Regions from separate parts of the Mus musculus genome. Here region 2 is linked to region 1. The links are chromatin contacts, called in public HiChIP or PLAC-seq maps. All regions are on one chromosome and are shown on one strand. The core of a region is the stretch at or near the end of the contact, and the rest is flanking DNA. Distances in the headings are between cores, read along the strand shown.

Region 1 (4,743 bases), core at 607-3,106:
CTGACTTCTTGTCTCCAGAAAAACTACACTGTACATGAGTAGACAGTTGAGCATTGTTATAAAGGTATTTTTAATACACAAATCCTGGAAGGGACTCAGAGCCCCCAGACCCCTGCACAGCACCATGAACCACTGATGTCACTCATTCAGGAGACAAAACAGTCATCCATACCAGTCTCCAGAGGGGTCAACCAAGACAGAGTAGTGACACTTGGCTGGTAGAGGCTAAAGAATCTCATGTGGACTGTGTCTGCCTCAGTGACAACTCCAGCCTGCATTGCAACAAGCATGCACCGTGAAGAGCCAGTGTGCAGGACATGGTATTTAGAGAGTGACCTTTTCACCTCTGAAATACTTGAAAGTGGTGACCTTCTCTTCCTGAAATGACCCTTGACTCACAGACCAGTGTCCCAGTGCTTTCTTCATGGTGTCTGCCTCTGGAAATCATTAGCTTCTGGGTGTAGTGAAGAATTTGGGGCTCAGTTGCTTCAAAGTTGCCTCAAAGCCCAGTCCTCAAAAATCCATGAACTGTGTCAGACACAGCACAAAATGCATATCCACTGAGGAAATGCTTGACTTGATATTATGTAAGTTTGAATTCAGTTAACTTTATAAATGCTCATTGAATGGATGAAAACTAAAGCCCAACGTTGACTTATGACTAGCTGTAGACTTAGAGAAGCAGATCTTGTCTTAGGACAGGATGGAAATTCTTTCCTCTTTCCAGTAGAGAGGGGCACTGGGTGGGCTCACTCCTCATCGACAGTTCTTCTGAGATTGGTACAATAGCCAGGGGCAGAGCTAGCTATCAGATGCAGGAAAGGCAGGATGCCTTAAAAGTAAAGAAAACTTAACTTTCAAATTATTAACACAAGCATTAGTCTTCATTTTTTACATGCTACAAAACCAGTTTTAAATGCATATATAAGAATATGTATGTGAAATTCATAACATTTTACAGGTTTGTTTTCTCCTTTCTTTTCCTTTTATTTCCTCCCTCCCTCCCTTTCTTTCTCCTTTCTATTTTCCTTCTGATTTTTATTTTCTTAAAAAAAAAAAAAAGAGTTTTACCATTTATCCAAGGTTAGCCTTGAACTCATGAACCTCCTGTCTCAGAGTACTAAACACTGTGGTTACTCCATGTCCTTGCCTACGATATGGTTTCACAGCTCCAAAGTGTCCAAGGATAAAGTCTGGGACATCATCAGCTCCCCCGTCAGACTTCCTTGAACAAGAGTCTAAAAGGGAGAGTCAAACAAGTGGCGCCATCAGAAGTAAGAATTTGCTGAGTTACATGTGGCAAATTTTAAGGTGGTTCTTATGAGGCTCATTTACAGATAAGAATATGGAGAACCAGAGAAAAAAGGAACTCACTGGGTTACAGAGCTAATTATGGCTTAGGTTTTTTTTTTTTTTTAGGTTTCTTTTTATGGGTCCAACCTGAAGAAACACTCTACATGGCCAAATCTAATGTTGTCACTAAAGCTGCTATGAGGAACTGCAGGCCCAGCAGAAGGCACAGCCAAGACTGAAGGCTACTGTCATGGCTGAGGCAATCACCAGCATCTTGTATGGGGAAGGATAGAGGGAGCTGAGAGGTGAACAGAGACTACTGGCTTTGGAAATAGATCCATACAGCCTCTAGCCCTGCAAAGGGCATCCTTTATCACCCACAGCAAGCTCAAGGGCATTAAGAACCTTACCGTGATCTCTTTGGTATCTACAAGATCCCTAAAAGGTAACACAGCCACTCAGCTCCCATTGCAATCTCCGTGGTTCTGAGTGGCTGGGACAAAGCCTGCTGGAGGGAAAATCTGCCCCACTTCAGATGCTCATGCTGGCTCTGACACATGCTGCAAACAAGCAGCTTCCCACTGTCCATCCATTTCCCATTTTCCTCATTTGGTTAAACCACTCACTCAGTACTGGGAGCTTCCGTTTTTTTCCCTCATCTTGAACATCACGTACTGTTCCAGCCCACAGCCAGCCACCCAGGAAGGAAGCACAGTGTTCCTGGTCAGCCATATGGCCACATTGTTGAAAAGCTCTGTAAGTCATGTTATCTGAACCCCATTAAAAAAGATCTATGAGAACTTGAGGCACACAGTGTGGTTGGTTTCATCCTTATCTCTGGTCTGCTTACCTCATAATAAATGTGAAGAGAAAAATGGGGAAGGCAAAAGAGGGCATGTAAGGACACCAGTGGGGTTGGTGACCAAGCAGAGACCTCTTCTCTTATCTCCATCAAGATTTTCTAAACTCAGTTATAACATAGCAGCTACATATGCCAGACTTCACTCCAGTTGGGACCAACTGGGAATCTAAACTTGTCTGTCCTTTACTGTAATCAACTCGCTATTCAAAATAGAATCACATGCTTATCATTTTTAATATTACTTGAAACATTTTTATTTTCCTTTCCTAACTCCAATAACATCAATTATTTTGGCGTTTATATGCAGACATAAAAAAGCTGTTGCTGTAAATGTGTCTTTCTTGGGGAAAGAAAAGAAACACACACAGCATGTTCTAGATCTTGTGTTTATACTTTCTTGAGGTGTCTTATTCCCTCCCCCAAATCTGTGCTTTAAGCCAGCTGTTTACCCTGATTTATACCGAGAGAACTAGGAAATTCTAATGAAACAGGTAAAAACATTTATAACAAAGGCTGTGATTTGCTGGGGTCTCTTCCACCTAAGAGGCAGTGTTTTTGCATTTTGTGGCCAAAATGGTTAATGAGGTATAAAGGTCAAGAGAAACTTAAGTTGTCCGTGGCATAGGAAGAAGTATTTTTCTTTTTCTTGCTGTCCTAGGAAGTTTAAAAAAAATACTCCCTATTCTAGACAGCTAGAATCTTTGATGGTGTGCATATGCGTGCCTGCAGCTGTGTGCGCGTGCCTACCTGTGCATCTGCATATGGACTTGTGAGTGGAAAGAAGGGATCATTTGCCTCACATAACAGCTCACTCTGCACACTTGCATCTGTGAGACTTGATCTCTATTCATCTCTGCTTTGGCTGTTCAGCGCTGCTCTCTCCTGAGCCTTGGGATAGGTTTGGTTTTCTAAGAACCCTGCACAACACTTTGGGCTGCAAGTCACTCCCTCTTCCTGTCAGCTAATTTTTCTTTGTGTGTCTCTGTGTCTTTAACTTCTTGATTGTTGCTGGCAGTCTCCAAGAGTGCAGAAGAAGATGTAGTTTTAGCCTGGGCTTTTCTATCTGCCTTCACTCCAGTTCATTTGAACTTCACTGTAACCTCACGATGCAGATTCTGTTAATGTTCCCGTTTTATAGGGGTCAGGGGGTGGGGGTGGGGACTGAACCTTAAGGAAGCAAGGTGACTTGTCCGAGGAAATACAATGTATGTAAGGAGTAACAAGATTACAAAGCAGTTGCTTATAATCAAACGTTCCCTATGTTACCCCTCTGTGTTTGGAGGTTGAGATGACTTAAGGGGAGCATGAAGTGGGGCTTCTGCGTTAGAATTGACATTTCTTAGTTTGGCCATGCATGTATCACTGTGGAAAAGACACAGGACTGAATATTTGAGTCTCTTATAATATGTGTCTTCTACTTCAATTATATTAAAATACCAAATAAGGAATAAACAAATATGAAGACGAAGCACAAGTGTACAACTAACAATTATCTGACTATTGATCTGCCTGGTGCTCAGTAGGTAGGAATCCACTGCAGACAACACCTCTAACTCACGGAACTCAGCTCAGACCGAGCGGTGGGAAGAGCACCCTGGAGTCAGACTGTCTGGACTTGAGGCTGCCACAGAGTGAGTGTGGGGAAGTCACATGATCTCCGCCATGTTTTAATGTGTTCATCTATAAACAGGGATGGTTTAGTCCCTTGCTGAGCTAGGCTAACCCATATAAGGATTTGAGCATGAACAAAGTCTCTTGGTACCATGGAAAGTTTGGTAATTAGGCATACTTATTGGTACAGGCTGGGTAGGCAGCACCGTGGTCAAATGGCAACCGTGATCCTGTTCTCCCAAACCAAGTGCAGGCGTTAAAAGCAGCTTTTGTTAACAGGCTCAGGTATATTCCTTTTCCTGGTAAAAAGCCCTTTCCAAACAAATCGTATGACCAGATGTGTTAGCCAACTGACACTAATAAATCCACCAGCTATCCTTGGCTCGGAGGGTGCAGACAATCATAAGAGCACTTCCTTGTCTTTGGTGTAAATCTTGTGTTCCATAAGTACAATTCTGAAGTGAAAATGAGCAAGCTTCTATCACTCCCTGGAGTTTATGACAAAGGTGAATTCCAGGGAGACACAAGGGAGGAGAGGAAGAAGTTAAAAGCCTTGGGTAATATGACAGGCACTGCGTCTTCCCATTGGCCTGGTGTGCTGTAAATCCATGGCATCTAAATCTTGGTTGCATGCTCCACCATACAGAGCTAGCCTGCAGCGCTTCCAGGATGCCTGCTCTGAGTCCCTCCACTATGCGCGCCTATGCGGAATAGCCTACCCTTCCTCACAAAGGCTCATTCTAATTGTGCCAATGGTCAGCTGGGCTTGCCATGATTCTGTCAAAGCAGACAAATTAAACATGTCAGGTGACATGTGGGGAAAAAAGGCTTCCTGATTTATTGTGGAACTTTTTACGGATAAGAGTTATTTCTTTTGGCTGGTTACCTACTCTCTCGGTCTTGATCACATTTCAAGGGTCCACAGCCGTTCCTCTCCAATACTCTGGGTGCTGAGATGTTTGCGTACTTGTGTCCCT
Region 2 (4,455 bases), core at 323-2,822, 110 kb before region 1:
TGGTGATGGGAGGGTGTGTGCTTTAAAGTTGTTGATTCTAGGTTTTTTTTTTTAATATTTTACATTTTGGGTCAGTTATTTGCTTTTTAATTAAGGGCAACAAGAATGGCATTCTAGGAAAGACAACTTATTTCTCAAAAGAAGTATGGAGGAAAAGGTTCAGATGTCTTCCACGGGTATGTTATGAGTGCGAAGGCGACAAGAACATTACTTAACATGTGGGCATTTTTTTGTGTTTTGATGTCATTGGTTCTAACGTGACTCCTTGCCATTGCTTTGTGTTTACTTAAAACAAGTTTATTTTTTACAATTTTTAATTGTCAAATATTTTAAAATTTGTTATTTTACGTTATGTGTATGAGTGTTTTGCCTGCACGTATGTGTATGTGTATATGTACGTATGTGCAGCACGTGTGTACTTGCTGTGTTCAGAGGTGAGAAGAGGGCACTGGCTTCCTTGGAACTGCAGTTATAACTGATTGTGAGCTGCCATGTGATGCTGGGAACGGAATCTGGAGCCTCTGAAAGCACAGGAAGTGCTCATAACAGCTGAGGCATTTCCAGCCTCTACTTATTGTTCATGTTAATTATTTATATCATGTTCTGTTACTAGGGAAAAAAAATCCATGAAAGGGGACTCTAATGCAGAAGAAACTCTGGTCCCAACCCCAGTGTGAAAGGACAACCTTACTGCCTTTGGTCTTTTGCTTGGGTGTGGATGTCGATACTTCAGGTGGGCAGACCGGACATTGTGTTGTTGTGTTATCCTTCTGTCTTTCAAGAGTTTTTAAATTGCTCCTGAGGAAGTGGTGTTCAGACTTTAGCTGTATAAAACCACATACCTGCTTTAGACATCACAGAGCGCCTGTGTCTAGAGAAGTCAGTGCCTGTCTAGCATGAACTCTGCTTCTGTGCACAGGACACCAAAACATGAATGTCAAAATAATACATTTCATGAGGCTGTTTGAAAGTGTTTACCTGGTGACCTGTACAGAAATCCAAGTAGATAGATATTTAAAGTATTCAAAGTAAGGGAGGCTCTGCTTTGTTAGAGTGTAAACCCCAAGGAAGGGAGAAAATGTCTAAAATGTCCTGCTGGTCATGGGCATGTTGGTTGGTGTTAGGCTCTCGGTTGGTTCCTTATTTGGAGTTTGACTTTGTTTCCCAGTGACAAATGTCTTGGAAGGAATGGTGAACCTGGAGACAAAAGGGCTTTACCAGGAACTGAAGGAAAGACCAGACCACACTCTTCATGAGCAGAACTTTGCAAAACACTGTTCCTGCTTTCTAGCTGGTGTGCTAGAGCCTGTGACTTGGCCAAGGTGTCTGAAACTCTTCTACATAAAGCAGTGCTGGGCAGCAGCCTCAGGAGTTCGTGGTCTATGCTATTCCCATGGCCGTCCTTCTCCTGTGTCTCACCTTCATAGATTCAGCTGTTGGATGACTGGAGAAGAGTCAGGTTCCTATCAGTTCTGTAAGGCCGAGCATTTAAAACGTGTTGATCAAGAGTATGAAACAAATGAGAACAGGATGGTCCAGATTCTTCTTCCCTGACTCATTCTCTCCAGAGTCTCAGAAGAAACTTGGAGATTCCAAGAAAGCCCCCAGTTTGTGGGGAGGATGAAGAGGTTCCAGAAACGAATAAGAGTTGGCAGCTTAGGGTTGTGAACCTGTCAACGCCTTGAGACAGAGAAACAAATGGCTGAGATCTGGAGCGTAGAGGAACATTTTAAAACCAAGGACTTCTGCCAAAGATTCCTTAATATCCACTCCCCTTAAAATCACAATATTACAATAAAGGCACAATGGAATTCAAATACATTCAATGTACAAACAGCACGGAAGGAAGACTTACCCCTTCCCTGGAGGCAGAAAGAAGTTATGAGCCTAAGGTTTTACTTTTCCATAGAAAGGTAACCAGAATTTTACTATAAACTGATTTAGGCTCTAAGAGCGTAGGAGACAATGAAGACTTTATAAAAAAAGATCACAGAGTAGAATTAGTTTAACAATCACTCCCTTCATATATAAAAGCAATATGGTGAACTATGCAGAAAGCCAAGTAGACAAACATTTAGAGTATTCAAAGTGGGGGAGGCTCTGTTTTGTTAGAATGCAAGCCCAAAAGTAGGGAGAAAATGTCTAACATGTCCTACTGGTCATGGTCAGGTTTGAAAGTTATAGGGCATGGTGTTTTGTTTAAGCTTGGATCCTTATGAAAGAAACAGGGACATCCAAAATATTTGGATTAAGTTTCTAGTAACACAGTCCTAACTTTGCCATCACCCTGACCTTTATTAGCTTTTTTTAAAAAATTCACTTATATGATAATTACTCTAGTAAAGTTACAATATTATAATCCATAGATTTTGAGAAAGTAAAGCCAACATGAATGTGCCTAGGTATCCTTAATCCCCAGACCAATATCATTGCTGAAGATCAAAGACGTAACTAGGAAACATCTAGCTCTAATGCTATTTGGGTGTGACAGCTGCCTCTGTACTTTGAATAGATCAATAACATTCATCTTTTCAGACACTTCCAAACACACTCTCTTGAAGTAACAGACATATACTTCTCACACATGGTTGTGTTGATTAAGAATGATGTATTGGGGTTTCCCCATCAGTTATTTTTAATTGTGACACATGGCACTTGCTACATACCATGTCCTCAAAGTTATCTATGTTTACTGGGAGTGTCATATTATAGAGATCTACAGTATGCCAGAGAACATGTTGGACCCATTTTCACAGATTTGTCTCAGTGGGAACCATGGTGATCATTATTTGTGCACGCCTGGGCATGCGCGCACACACATACGCGCACACACCCCCTGCCTTACCCTGGAGATAGACTGAAGCATGAAATGAGCCACCACAAAGTGATGTGCTATTAATTTATTTATACTTCTGGCTTGGGATTTTCCTGACTTGGTGTGGGGAGATGTTAGGTTTTATGTCTTTTGCTGAGCCTTGCTTTTTTGTTTGGATCAAACTGGAAAATGGGCCAGCAGTGTCTCTGAGAAGACTGTATTGTCCTTTTACATCTTTAAGAATCTCAGGGGAATCCACCAAATTGAGTATATTATCTAGACCTCAACACAACTACTAGTGGGCAACAACTACTTACTCTGGTGAAATCAAACAGTATTACATTTAATTTGAGGTCATCCACAAACTACAACCACTCAAGGAGAACTGTCAAAAGAAAAGAAAGTTCACTTAAGATACCATACTGGGAACATCACACATAGAGAATGTAGTATCCCTGTCTCTGGGGGCCTGAAGGACTACTCATGTAATCCTTGCCTGTCTAATAGAAAGAAAACCTAGAAAGGCACTATACCTAACAGAACAGCTGTGGAAACAAAAGGCCAGAAAGAATTATGTAGAATACAAAGCAGAACAAATGGCCAGGACTCACTTGAGAAGACAGGAAGCAGAGATGGTTGTCTTTGAAGGACAGATATTTTGATATTTGTATCTTACATTACTAGGATTAAATCAAGAGGTATTCTGAAGACATCTTCTATAGTATGAGTGGGGATGAGAGCATCATATCACACTCCATCTGATACCTTTATGGGAAATTCACAGAACAGAGATGGTGTTACAGGACACGGAGCAATAACACGGGGCCCATGGATGGGAACAGGCCACCATTCAGTATCCAGGACCGCCAAGACATCTGTCCCTTGGGGCTCTGCCCAGTGCTGGTCTCAAGGTACTGATCGTAAGCACTTTGCTCCCAACATCTTTGGATTCAGTACTGAAGTCTCTTTCTGTACTGCTCTAGGAGATGTGATCTAAACCTCACTCTGTGATTTCCTGCCCACCGCCTTAGGTTGGCTTTCTGCTTCAGTGCTGGAAATGTGAAGAAAGAACTAGAGTCACCAGAGACCTGCAAGGCAGTTTGCAAATGCTCATTTGTTAGTGAGCCATCATGCCACACGTGACTGTTGCAGATGCTGTTGGTACAGATGGTCAAGGCCTGGCGCCTGGGGGTGTCTTCCTGAGGCTGGGGAGCAGGAAGGGGACAATCAAGTTAACCTCTCTGTGTCTTTCTTGTCATCATCGTCCTGCCTGGCCATTTGCTCCTCTCTGCATGTGTTCCCTGTGCCAAAAAGCTGCTTCATTCTGTGTTTCCTCAGGCCCAGTCTTCATAGCCAAGACCCAGCATCTGGGTAAAGCCAGCATGTGACAGATTTATGCTTAGGAAGGACCAGACCCCAGCAGCTCTTTCAGAATATGGGAACACAGTGACAGGTTTGGTGGCCCTGGCAGCATGGAGACAGCTTTGGGTACGTGCTTGCAGGGTTTGGCTAAGCACCCTGCGTGGTCTGTATGGACCGTGTGAAGAACTTTTGCTGAATGTCTGCAGCACAGCAGCCCGACCTCAGGGCTTGGCAGCCACGCTCTCCAGCTCTCAGTTTGGTACAAAGTGCTATCATTA

The links. HiChIP or PLAC-seq counts read pairs in DNA pulled down with a chosen protein or histone mark.
Region 2: an H3K27ac HiChIP or PLAC-seq map of heart atrium shows a contact between it and region 1, with 6 times the contacts expected there. The contact joins two enhancer-like sites. A contact is called at or near these places in 1 of 15 datasets of contacts at CTCF or cohesin (the NIH/3T3 cell line), 8 of 484 Hi-C or Micro-C datasets (cranial neural crest, embryonic fibroblasts, myocytes and 2 more), 3 of 115 datasets of contacts at active chromatin or transcription factors (cardiomyocytes, heart atrium and large pre-B cells) and 1 of 9 other capture datasets (embryonic trunk).

What each region holds. Positions count from the first base shown.
Region 1 is chr6:50,970,739-50,975,481 of GRCm38.p6, reverse strand. It overlaps Gm38809 (a long non-coding RNA gene), which reads left to right. Exons shown (of 3, transcript XR_869079.3): 3 at 1,420-2,098. Among named protein-coding and RNA genes, the nearest start is that of Gm38809, 17 kb to the left of the region's middle. Within about 2 kb of position 1,856, at least 19 of the 459 cell types and tissues checked have an H3K27ac peak or open chromatin away from gene starts, as enhancers often do. A contact at or near this core is called in heart atrium, where this site is marked.
Region 2 is chr6:51,078,413-51,082,867 of GRCm38.p6, reverse strand. No RefSeq gene overlaps it. Among named protein-coding and RNA genes, the nearest start is that of Gm31746, 19 kb to the right of the region's middle. Within about 2 kb of position 1,572, at least 13 of the 459 cell types and tissues checked have an H3K27ac peak or open chromatin away from gene starts, as enhancers often do. A contact at or near this core is called in heart atrium, where this site is marked.